Regions from separate parts of the Mus musculus genome. Here region 1 is linked to region 2. Evidence: chromatin contacts called from public Hi-C data. All regions are on one chromosome and are shown on one strand. The core of a region is the stretch at or near the end of the contact, and the rest is flanking DNA. Distances in the headings are between cores, read along the strand shown.

Region 1 (4,586 bases), core at 547-3,046, 250 kb after region 2:
GCACCAAATCCCTACTTCCCTAGTTGGGAAATCCTGGCAGCATCTAATATATACAGGCTGTGTCCCATTACCCATGATTCTTACATTCCCCATCTGTGAAATAAATCGGTTGTGACACATGATCTCTGAGGGTTCTTAATATTCTAATATGGCATACCAGGGAGGCTGGACTTTACACTCAGGTGGATTTAGACTCAAAACCTGGCCCCACCTAGTTATGTTTGGGGGGAGGGGGATCACTCACCTCTTAGGGCCTCTGTTTCCTCAGCTTAAAAACTGGAGCAAGCCCAGACATAATGAGATTAGGTGTCTGTAATCAATCACATGTGGAGAGTGAGACAGGAGGATTAGGATACACTATAGTCCAGCCTCAACTCCATACTGAGACCCTGCCTTCCTCCAAAAGAACAAAGAAACACACACACACACCAAGGATAATTGTATTGATTAGTTGTAAAAAGTGTGCAGCCTCTGGCACACACGTGAAGTTGAAACATGTAACCTGGGTGTTTAGCTTAAGTAGACCCACTTAAAGAAAGAAAGGTGGAGGAAGGGGTCATTTAAAAGGTGTCTTTCTTTGCCTGATCTTGGCTCCTAACCCCTGCTTTAGCACACCACTTCCCAATCAAGGTATCATCACTGTACTGTAATGGGTCTCCCCTTTAAAATAACAGCATTCTGTCCTTCAACGTAGTCCAAAATCAGTGCACCGAAATTGGGTTTGTATATTGTTCTATTTTGATACCCAGCACATGTTTTAGCATTTAGGATTCAACAAGTAATGCCAATAATGCCCCAAGCAGATACCGTAGATCAGAGTAAGATAAGCGTTCGCCCACCTATACATGTGAAGACATATGAACCCAGGCAACACCACTAAAGCACAGCCAAGTCCAAGTTAACAGCACAGACCAGCTACTGGAAATAACACTGGGACAGTCATCCACTGGGAAAATAACACCAATCTGTACCCAGTCAAGCGAAAGGGTGAGTTTATAAGGACAGGAAGTTGTTACAGAGTGCCAGAGAGTAAACACACGTCAGAAATTTTATAGTTCAAACATTATAGTTTCCTTTTTGCTTCTTCAGAGCAGTTGTTTAAATACTCAGTTCACAACATAAAACCAAAGTTTAAATGTCACCAGTATCTCTCAGATGCAGTGTTGCTATATATGTAGACCCAGCTTTCCTGATATTAAATAAATAAATAAATAAATCTGAATAAAAAATCATTGATACTAGCGTAAGCTTTTTTTTTTAACTTTTAAATTAAAATATTTAAAAGGTAGCATTGAGTAGAAAATCGCTGGGATATCAAGACTCTCCACAGCTGGGCATAGCCACACAGGCCTTTCATCACAGCTACTCCAAAGGCTGAGGCAGGGGACTTACAAGTTCAAGGTCTATCTGGTAGCATGAGGTCCCATCTCAAAAAAGTAAAAACAGTTTTCATTTCCTTCATTTTTTTCTTACAAGCAAAACCCTTACAAATGAGTGATAGCATAAGCCAGACTTGAGATACACATTGGTCAGTAAGCCTGGCTGCTCAAGACTGGAGACACATGGATCGTGAGTTCAAGACCAGCCTTCAAAGTTTAATAAGCTGAGGACTGCGGCCCAGTGGTAAATTGCCTGCCTACCACATTTGATCTAAAGTAAAGAAAAAAAATACCTTCAAAGGGTAATATATATTCACAGAAAATCTGTAAAATGTGGAAGTCAGGGATGAGGGGATGGCTTAGTCGGTACAGCACTTCCGGTATAGCTCTTCCCTTAACCGCACAAGCCCTGAGTCTGCCTTCAGATCTCACAGTTTAAAAGCTAGACATGGTAGCACGTGCTTGCAATCTCAGCAGGGAGGAAGCAGAGACAACCCCAAGGGTTTTTCTGGCCAGCTAGTCTAGTCTATTTTGGGAGTTTCAACCAGAGGGGAAGACCATGCCTCAAAGGAGGTTGATGGTGTTTCTGCAATGATACCTGCAGCTGGCCTGTGGAAGGTGACATGTCATCTGGAAAAGGTCCTTGCCAGCATCACTGACAACCTGAGTACAATCTCCAGAACTCACATGAGAGAGAAAGCAGATTTCTCCAAGTTGTCCCCTGACCTACACACAAACACACACACACATGAGCATGCATGCACCCACACCTACACATGAATGTGCACATGCACACACGTACACACAAAGACCTTTGTGCACACAAAAACACACGTGCATGCACACACATATGCACACAAATGTATACATGTGCACACATGCACACACCACATGTACACACTCACAAATAAATAAATACATGTCAAGGAAGAGTTAAGGAGTAGAAAGAAAGAGAGAGAGAGAGAGAGAGAGAGAGAGAGAGAGAGAGAGAGAGAGAGAGAGAAAGAAGGAAAGAAAGACCTTAAATGCAAACTTCTGCAATCCGTCTGACTAACAAAGCAGGGAGTACTCAGCCAGTGTGGGAACGTGTGTGTGTGTGTGTGTGTGTGTGTGTGTGTGTGTGAGAGAGAGAGAGAGAGAGAGAGAGAGAGAGAGAGAGAGATGTAGTCTGAAAATACTTCATGACTAGGATGGAAAAAAAAATGGATGTTAAAAAATGGAATTGGACTGCAGGCTTGAAAAGTTGATAAACTAACCAGATTTTATATAAACATACACAGAAATTTTTAAAAGTTCCAGTCTTAAAATATTTTATATGTGTCTAAAACAACCATTTATTTTGAAGAACTGTTACAAAAAATTAGATAATTCAGTAAAGACTATGTGTTTCATGCTCTAATGACCAGGTTGGCATTTCAGGTTCACACCCTGAAATATGGACCTTTCTATTCAGTTCCTGCATTTCTCAGGTTGCTATTTTTAATATGTGTTTATAGTACACTGAAGACATCTCAGTCAATCATGTATTAAGCAAAAGAATCTCCAAGACAGGGAGACACACGTGGTAGACTTCATTGTCAACACATCTATGAAAGTGGATAAATATTTGTTAGTGTTCCATTGTGATAAATACAAGGAACACATGGAGCTGAAAGGGACTGGGATCAAAAGCCTTTCTCCCCCAATGGTTGAGGCTACTTAAACAGCAAATAGCTGAGAATTCCAGAGTGGATAAGATGGGTTTACAAATTGCCTTCTACACAAGCATACTAGATAGACTCTTAATGACAACTAAATGGCAAAAAAAAAAAAAAAAAAAAAAAAAAAAAAGCCATGGCCATTTTGTTCCATGAGTGGAAAGGCCTGAGCAAGGTGGACTCGATGTTGGGACTCTCAGAACACGCCCACAGCCTGTCTCCCTGTGCACTTCCCTCCCTCACAGCAGGCTCTTACTGGCTTCCTTTCCTGGCTCTTTCCTTTGTCATCCACACAGCTTTCTGTTTGGAAACATCTCCTCCAGCCCCTTAATACTTTGTCAAAGTTTCTTCATAAATCTTCAAAATACCATAATTATTATCACTCGGACGACAAGGTGACTGTTGCACCCAAGACCCAGAATCAGATCGAGGTTTTGGCCACATTTGGTTGACATTCGAGAACTCTGCAATGGCACCACTTAAACCTAAGCAGAATAGAACGAGCTCGGGGCTTTAGGCTTCAGGCTACCCCTAACTCCTAACTGCTATGAGAACTGTAGCAGTCGGTCTTCCTAAGATGGTTTTTTCATGTGCAAAACGCCTACCATAAGGTCACCACGGTCTATGATGCTAAAGAGGGATTGGAACAAGAAAGCATCTTATATATCATAAAGCACAAGACCCACATAGTGTAGCTACTGATGCTGTAACAACAGCAGCATCGAAGAACCTACAAGAAATGCAAATATATCCAACTGGCCACAGACCTCCTGGATGGGAAGTTTTACAGGTAGGACACCACAGTCTGCCTGTCCACAATTTTCCAACTGACTGACTGACTGACTGATACATTCTAGTTTGAAGACTGTACTCTACAAGTGATCCTCTCTCTATGGTTCTGGAGAGACCAGCCAGTGGAAGGAATATTTAGTGTCTTTGAGTTGCCATGATACGATCATGTGACAAACATGATAATTTATCCTCCTTTTTTTACCTGTTTTTTTTTGGGGGGGGGTGGTAATTCAAGACACGGTTCCTCTGCGTGAAACCCTGGCTGGCCTGGAACTCACTCTGTAGACCATGCTGGCCTCCAACACACAGAGGTCCAATACCTCTGCCTCCTGAGTGCTGGGATCAACGGTGAGCACCACCACTGCCCTGCTCTTCAATCTTAATCCATCCTTCAAAACAACACCACGTGGATCCAGTTCACAGACTCCCGTGATGCTTACAATGTGGGTCCTATCATTGCTGACATCTCTGAGAGCTAGGAAACAATCTAAACAAAGAAGACCAAAAACTCTGATGGAAGACCTTTTATTATGGCTTCCTCTGTACCAGAGATAAATTCTACATGTTTCTACCAGACACACTGTTGCCAGAAATTTCATCCTTTTCCCCAAAGGCAGAATGTGCCCACAGATACATAATCATAGATGCATAAATTAAAAAAAAACAACAAACAAACCCTTAAAGCTTGGCCCTGGAATATCAGGCTGGGGAGAAATAG
Region 2 (4,746 bases), core at 1,106-3,605:
TCAAAATACTTCAAAGGCAACTGTAGTAACTTCATTTCCCAGCTTCTCCTCATAAGGAGTTGGCTGTAACAACAGCATCTGAAGGCTTAGCTTCTGGAGGCTCCTAGACCTCTGCTGTGTCTCAGGAAGGAACTCCCCCATGGGGTACTCACAGTCGGGACACAACACACGCAGTGACACCACCTGGTAGGCCATGCACGGGCAGTTCATTCAGATACACCTTTGCTCTGTGCAAATGTAAGCCCGTCCCATTGAAAGAGACACAGAACATCTCCACACAAGTAGACCCAGCATAGCTTGCAAGACCCATTGCAAGAGAGTAGTGAGTTACTATTCAAGGACACAGAAGCCACCATGTAGTCCCAGGAGCAAGGGGACAGTGTCTCCTGCCACCTCACAGGTGCTTTTCTTCTCACTCTGATGTCAGGAAGGGGAGAAGGACGTTCACACAGAGTGCTATATCCATTATTAGTGAACCAAATTCAGAGGATTTTTTTTTTTAAAGAACAAAATGCAATTCCAACTAGAATGTGAAGCCAACATAGCTTCTACATGCACTCAAAGTTAAAGAAAAACTGCAAAAACACGTTGGAATGGCCACAGGTGAAAAAAAAATCCTATAGTTTAAAAAAGTTCAGCTTGATCACAGAAGAAAAAAAAAAAGCTCAAAGCACTTCACGCATCTCTCCTGTGCTTGAAGCACAGGAGGGGCCGAGGTCAGAGGAGCTGGCCGGCCTGTTACCTTTAAAATGATCTCAAAAGCAAAAGTACCCGTGAAGACGTAGTCCGCATAACCTAGTATCTGGAAGGGAGGCAAAGAACGCAACCATTACTGCTGTGGCTGCATAGAGGAGGGTCAAGGAGAAATGTATTACCTTTAACAGGATTTCAACCGTAAAGATGGCTGTGAAGGCATAGTCAAAGTAGCCCAGTATCTGCAAGGCACAACACACAGCAGTCAGCCCAAGGATGCCAGATTCATGCCCAAGAGCAGAACCGCCAGCTTCTGTCCAGAGGCCCTTCTCCAGGCAGGACAACCTGCTGCTCCCATGGGAAGGCTGAGACACTCAGAAGGACCCCTCTCGCCCACCCATAGCTCGTCTTTGCAACCACCAAGGAATGTTGGGGAGCCTGGCTTCCTTTACCCACTTCGGCTGACTGGCTTCCCAGGCTCCTATTGTGACCCAAAGGGACTTGTTTCTGAAAGTCTTGTGTTAATAAACTTCCCTCTGCATGGGCTCCCAGTGGGTTGTAGCACCTGATAAATGAGACTCACACACCTTTGGCAGTTTTGAACTTGAATGAAATGCTCTGCTATCTAGCTGTGCCTCATATTGGTGAAGAAATACAATGTCAGTGAAGGAGTCAAGGGTGCCAACCAAGCACAAGGCCCCGGGGATCTATTCCCAGCACCATATGGCTACTGTTTTTAATTATAAAAAGCATAAGTAAAAATGCTAATTGCATCAAATGAAGTCAGAAAATTTCACGTGTTCCTGTCCACCCCGGACAATGTAATCATCAAGTAATGTCCTGAACCCACCCACATATGCTGGGATGGCTCAGTCTGTGACCATGATTTGTACTTAGTGTCTTCCTCCTGCCACGCTCTGTAAACTCTGCTTTCTTTCAAGGCTGACTCTGGCCTTTCTGGGTCCATGCAAAGACTATACTGACGTAGCATTCCAATTTTTAGTATAGGCTGCTCTATTGGCATTCCTGAAAATGTCACCTATTATCTATAAAATCTTCTGAGCTCCTGACGCAAGGTTCTTGATTTTTTTTAGAGCCACTAAGACTCAGAATCAGGGCAAGTGGGCCAGGAACAAGAAGTCCAACCACCGCAACAAGCTTACTCATAGTGTGCTGAGGACCCCATGACTCTCAACTGGAAAGATATCAGGCAAAACTGCCAGTACACAAGCTTGTCCTGGGTGCTGATCTCATGGATATGTGTGCTGTGGCTTTATTGCATCTGTCTGTCTATCTATCTACCTATTGTCTGTGACACATGCATATGCCACAGTATATGTATAAAGGTCAGAGGACAACTTTTAGCTATCAGTTCTTTTCTTCTACCATCTGAGTCCCGGGAAGTGATCTCAGGTGGCCAGGCATGGTGACAAGTGCCCTTTGCTACTGACCTGTCTTAGCAGCCCATCTATGGTTTTGAAAGAACTGAAGATATTGGTGTTGGAAGGACTGTAGAGACCATTTGGCCTAGGGCAGGGACATCTGCTCAGGCCACAAAGCCAGTCACAGGCAAAGAGGTTGGTGGGTGTAGTCCAGAGTCTGAGGGCTTTGTTATCTCCTTTATAGGAGTCACCGCTGGAGCATGCAATACCTCTCCTCCACAGAAGGGGGAGCTGTGCGTCTCTTCCATGGAAGTAGGGGAGCTCTCCTCAGAGGTAACCCTGTCCCAAACTTCCCATTTCTGCACTACTAGGCAATGCTAGAGCAGCTTTGCCTAACTGTGTATTTTCTAGTCAACTATCAGCCCCCTGCCCCCACCTTTCCCTCATCCTCTCTTCCCACACTGAAAGTACCTGGCAGCCACACTAATGTGGTACCCAGGGGCCAATCCCAGTTCTTAGACTTAAGTACTTTCTTCATGTGGCCTCTACTCCCCTTGTCACTAGAAACTCAGCTATTGCTAAAATGAAACTCTGTAGTGTTATAACAGCAGCACACACCCGAAAGACAAGGAAAACCAAGGAACTGAATACTGGGAAAGAGACGATGACACACTTAACCTGCACTAGCCCCTGCCCTGTGACATCATGATTAGTCTCTAAACACCCTCCTGCCCTGTGCTCCATTTTTATGATGGAGCTCAAGGACAGAGGGGTGTGTGTCCACTCCGTTTAAATGCTAAATGAAGATGGCTTGGGGGATCTCAAATCAAAGCTGAGTCTGTGAGGATGGCCTGAGGCAGGCTCACTGCCTTCATCTTTATAGGGATGCTCCCTGAGCCACTGGGAAATGTCCCTTCCGTATTCTCCTGAGAGCATCCTTTCATCACCAATAGGTTTGCCAGGAACTGGAATGGGGAGCTATAACGTGAAGGCGTGGTTACTGAGACAAAGCCTGGCACTGAGCTGCTGGCATAAGAGGTAGGCTGTGCTTATGCTGCCTCTCCCGGGCAGTACCTCGGCAGCATCAGACACTGCCTTTCAAGATCCAGATGCGATGGCCAACGGGCCCATGGCTGTCTGAACGAGTCTTTGGCCTTTGCTCAGTGCTGAGTTAGATGAACTGCTAGGGAAGAGATCCTGAAGCAAAGACTAATGTAGAAACAAGTATCTTCTAACACAGATACATCAGTGCCAAGCCCTATCCCTGTTTTGCTGTGGATGTCTGTATCTGAGTCAGCTGCTGGGTGGAGACTTTCAGGGGACAACGTGTTCCTATCTGCAAGTATAACATAGTATCATTAATAGTCTCAGATATTGGTGATCTTTTGCAACATATTCATACTCAAAATAGCTCCATTGGGAGACAAAATCAAATCCAACAATAGCAACAAATACACTGACTTCTCCAGCATTAGCTTCCTTTGAATTTTACATTTTTGGGGGAGAAGGGGAATTGGTTTTTAAAGGCTCTGGGCAGCCTGATAGGGAAAATTGAATGAGAAGTGTATCCTTAAGCTATGACGCTGGGTGAATAATCAAAGATGTAACTACCGCCTGTTGCCCCTTTCAACTTGGTCTCACGTCTTCTCCCTGATCTGTGTCTCTCACCAGTGGGGTAGCTGCGCAGCTTTAGGTAAATTCACATAAGAGAGGGCTTTCACTAGCCAAGGTCAGAGTTCCTGAACCTACTCAGGGTGGTTTCAAGTTTATCTCCTCCCCTTAGGACTCTAATGAGCTATCAGTGTGCCTCTAGTAAGGAACGGGAAACCCCATAGTAAGAAGAAAGGAATGAAGAAGTCCCTGAAGACACGAGCAATATTATAGAGGCTTCTTTGTAATCGAGCATCTCCACTCACTTCGTCCAGAGAAAGCAACCCCTGGCACCACACACAGCGAGCACAGGAAGCTCTAGTCCAAGCCTCCCACACTTGGGCCTGCTGTCTGGATGGTGCCTGACACAGGCAGGCTGGGGCTGACCCCCAGGGTGGTCCCACCCTCATCTCCTCTCTCAGAGGCTTACCGTGTTGCGGAATGAGTGGCTACGGATGGGGTCCTCTGCAGCCAGGGCAGCGCTGCTCAGCATGATGAAGACCAGGATAAGGTTGGTGAAGATGTGGTGGTTAATGAGCTTGTGGCAACCCACACGTATCCTGTGGAGAAAAGCACCGCATGGACCAAGGAGCAGACAAGGGCCGGAGCCTGCTGGGGTCCTCCAAGGTGTGAGGCTTTTTCAGGAGAGAACAGGAGGAGGCTGGCCGGCGTCTATGTTGCTCTTGTTTTCCACCCATGGTGAACAATATGGCCCACAATTTGTCCCACGGAGCCTACAGGCAGACTTTGGTGTGAGAAGTTTTGTGCTGGGAGAGCTACAGAGGGCACTGCATCTAGTCTTTGCACATGGGGTTACTATCCCTCCAAAAGATGGGAGCCAGAAGTGGGGATGGAGAGATGGCTCAATGGCTAAGAACACTGGCTGCTCTTTAAGAGGACCTGAGCTCAGTTCCCAGCACCCATACAAGGACTCACAAACCCTCCATAACTCCAGTCCCAGGGGATGCAACGCCCTCTTCTGGCCTCTGTGGGCATTACACACATGTAGTACAGACACATA

Evidence for each region. Hi-C and Micro-C count contacts between places; a contact is called where the count stands out from the background.
Region 1: a Hi-C map of bone marrow-derived macrophages shows a contact between it and region 2, with 19 read pairs. The contact joins two enhancer-like sites. A contact is called at or near these places in 1 of 39 promoter capture datasets (macrophages), 1 of 484 Hi-C or Micro-C datasets (bone marrow-derived macrophages), 5 of 115 datasets of contacts at active chromatin or transcription factors (astrocytes, embryonic stem cells, extraembryonic endoderm stem cells and 2 more) and 3 of 9 other capture datasets (adipose tissue, macrophages and pancreatic islet).

The regions. Positions count from the first base shown.
Region 1 is chr14:30,360,720-30,365,305 of GRCm38.p6, forward strand. It overlaps a transcript of Cacna1d not described here. Among named protein-coding and RNA genes, the nearest start is that of Cacna1d, 9.5 kb to the left of the region's middle. Within about 2 kb of position 1,797, at least 26 of the 459 cell types and tissues checked have an H3K27ac peak or open chromatin away from gene starts, as enhancers often do. A contact at or near this core is called in bone marrow-derived macrophages, where this site is marked.
Region 2 is chr14:30,106,911-30,111,656 of GRCm38.p6, forward strand. Cacna1d (calcium channel, voltage-dependent, L type, alpha 1D subunit) reads right to left here. Exons shown (of 47, transcript NM_001083616.2): 20 at 4,156-4,285; 21 at 876-935. Among named protein-coding and RNA genes, the nearest start is that of Gm52106, 36 kb to the left of the region's middle. Within about 2 kb of position 2,356, at least 6 of the 459 cell types and tissues checked have an H3K27ac peak or open chromatin away from gene starts, as enhancers often do. A contact at or near this core is called in bone marrow-derived macrophages, where this site is marked.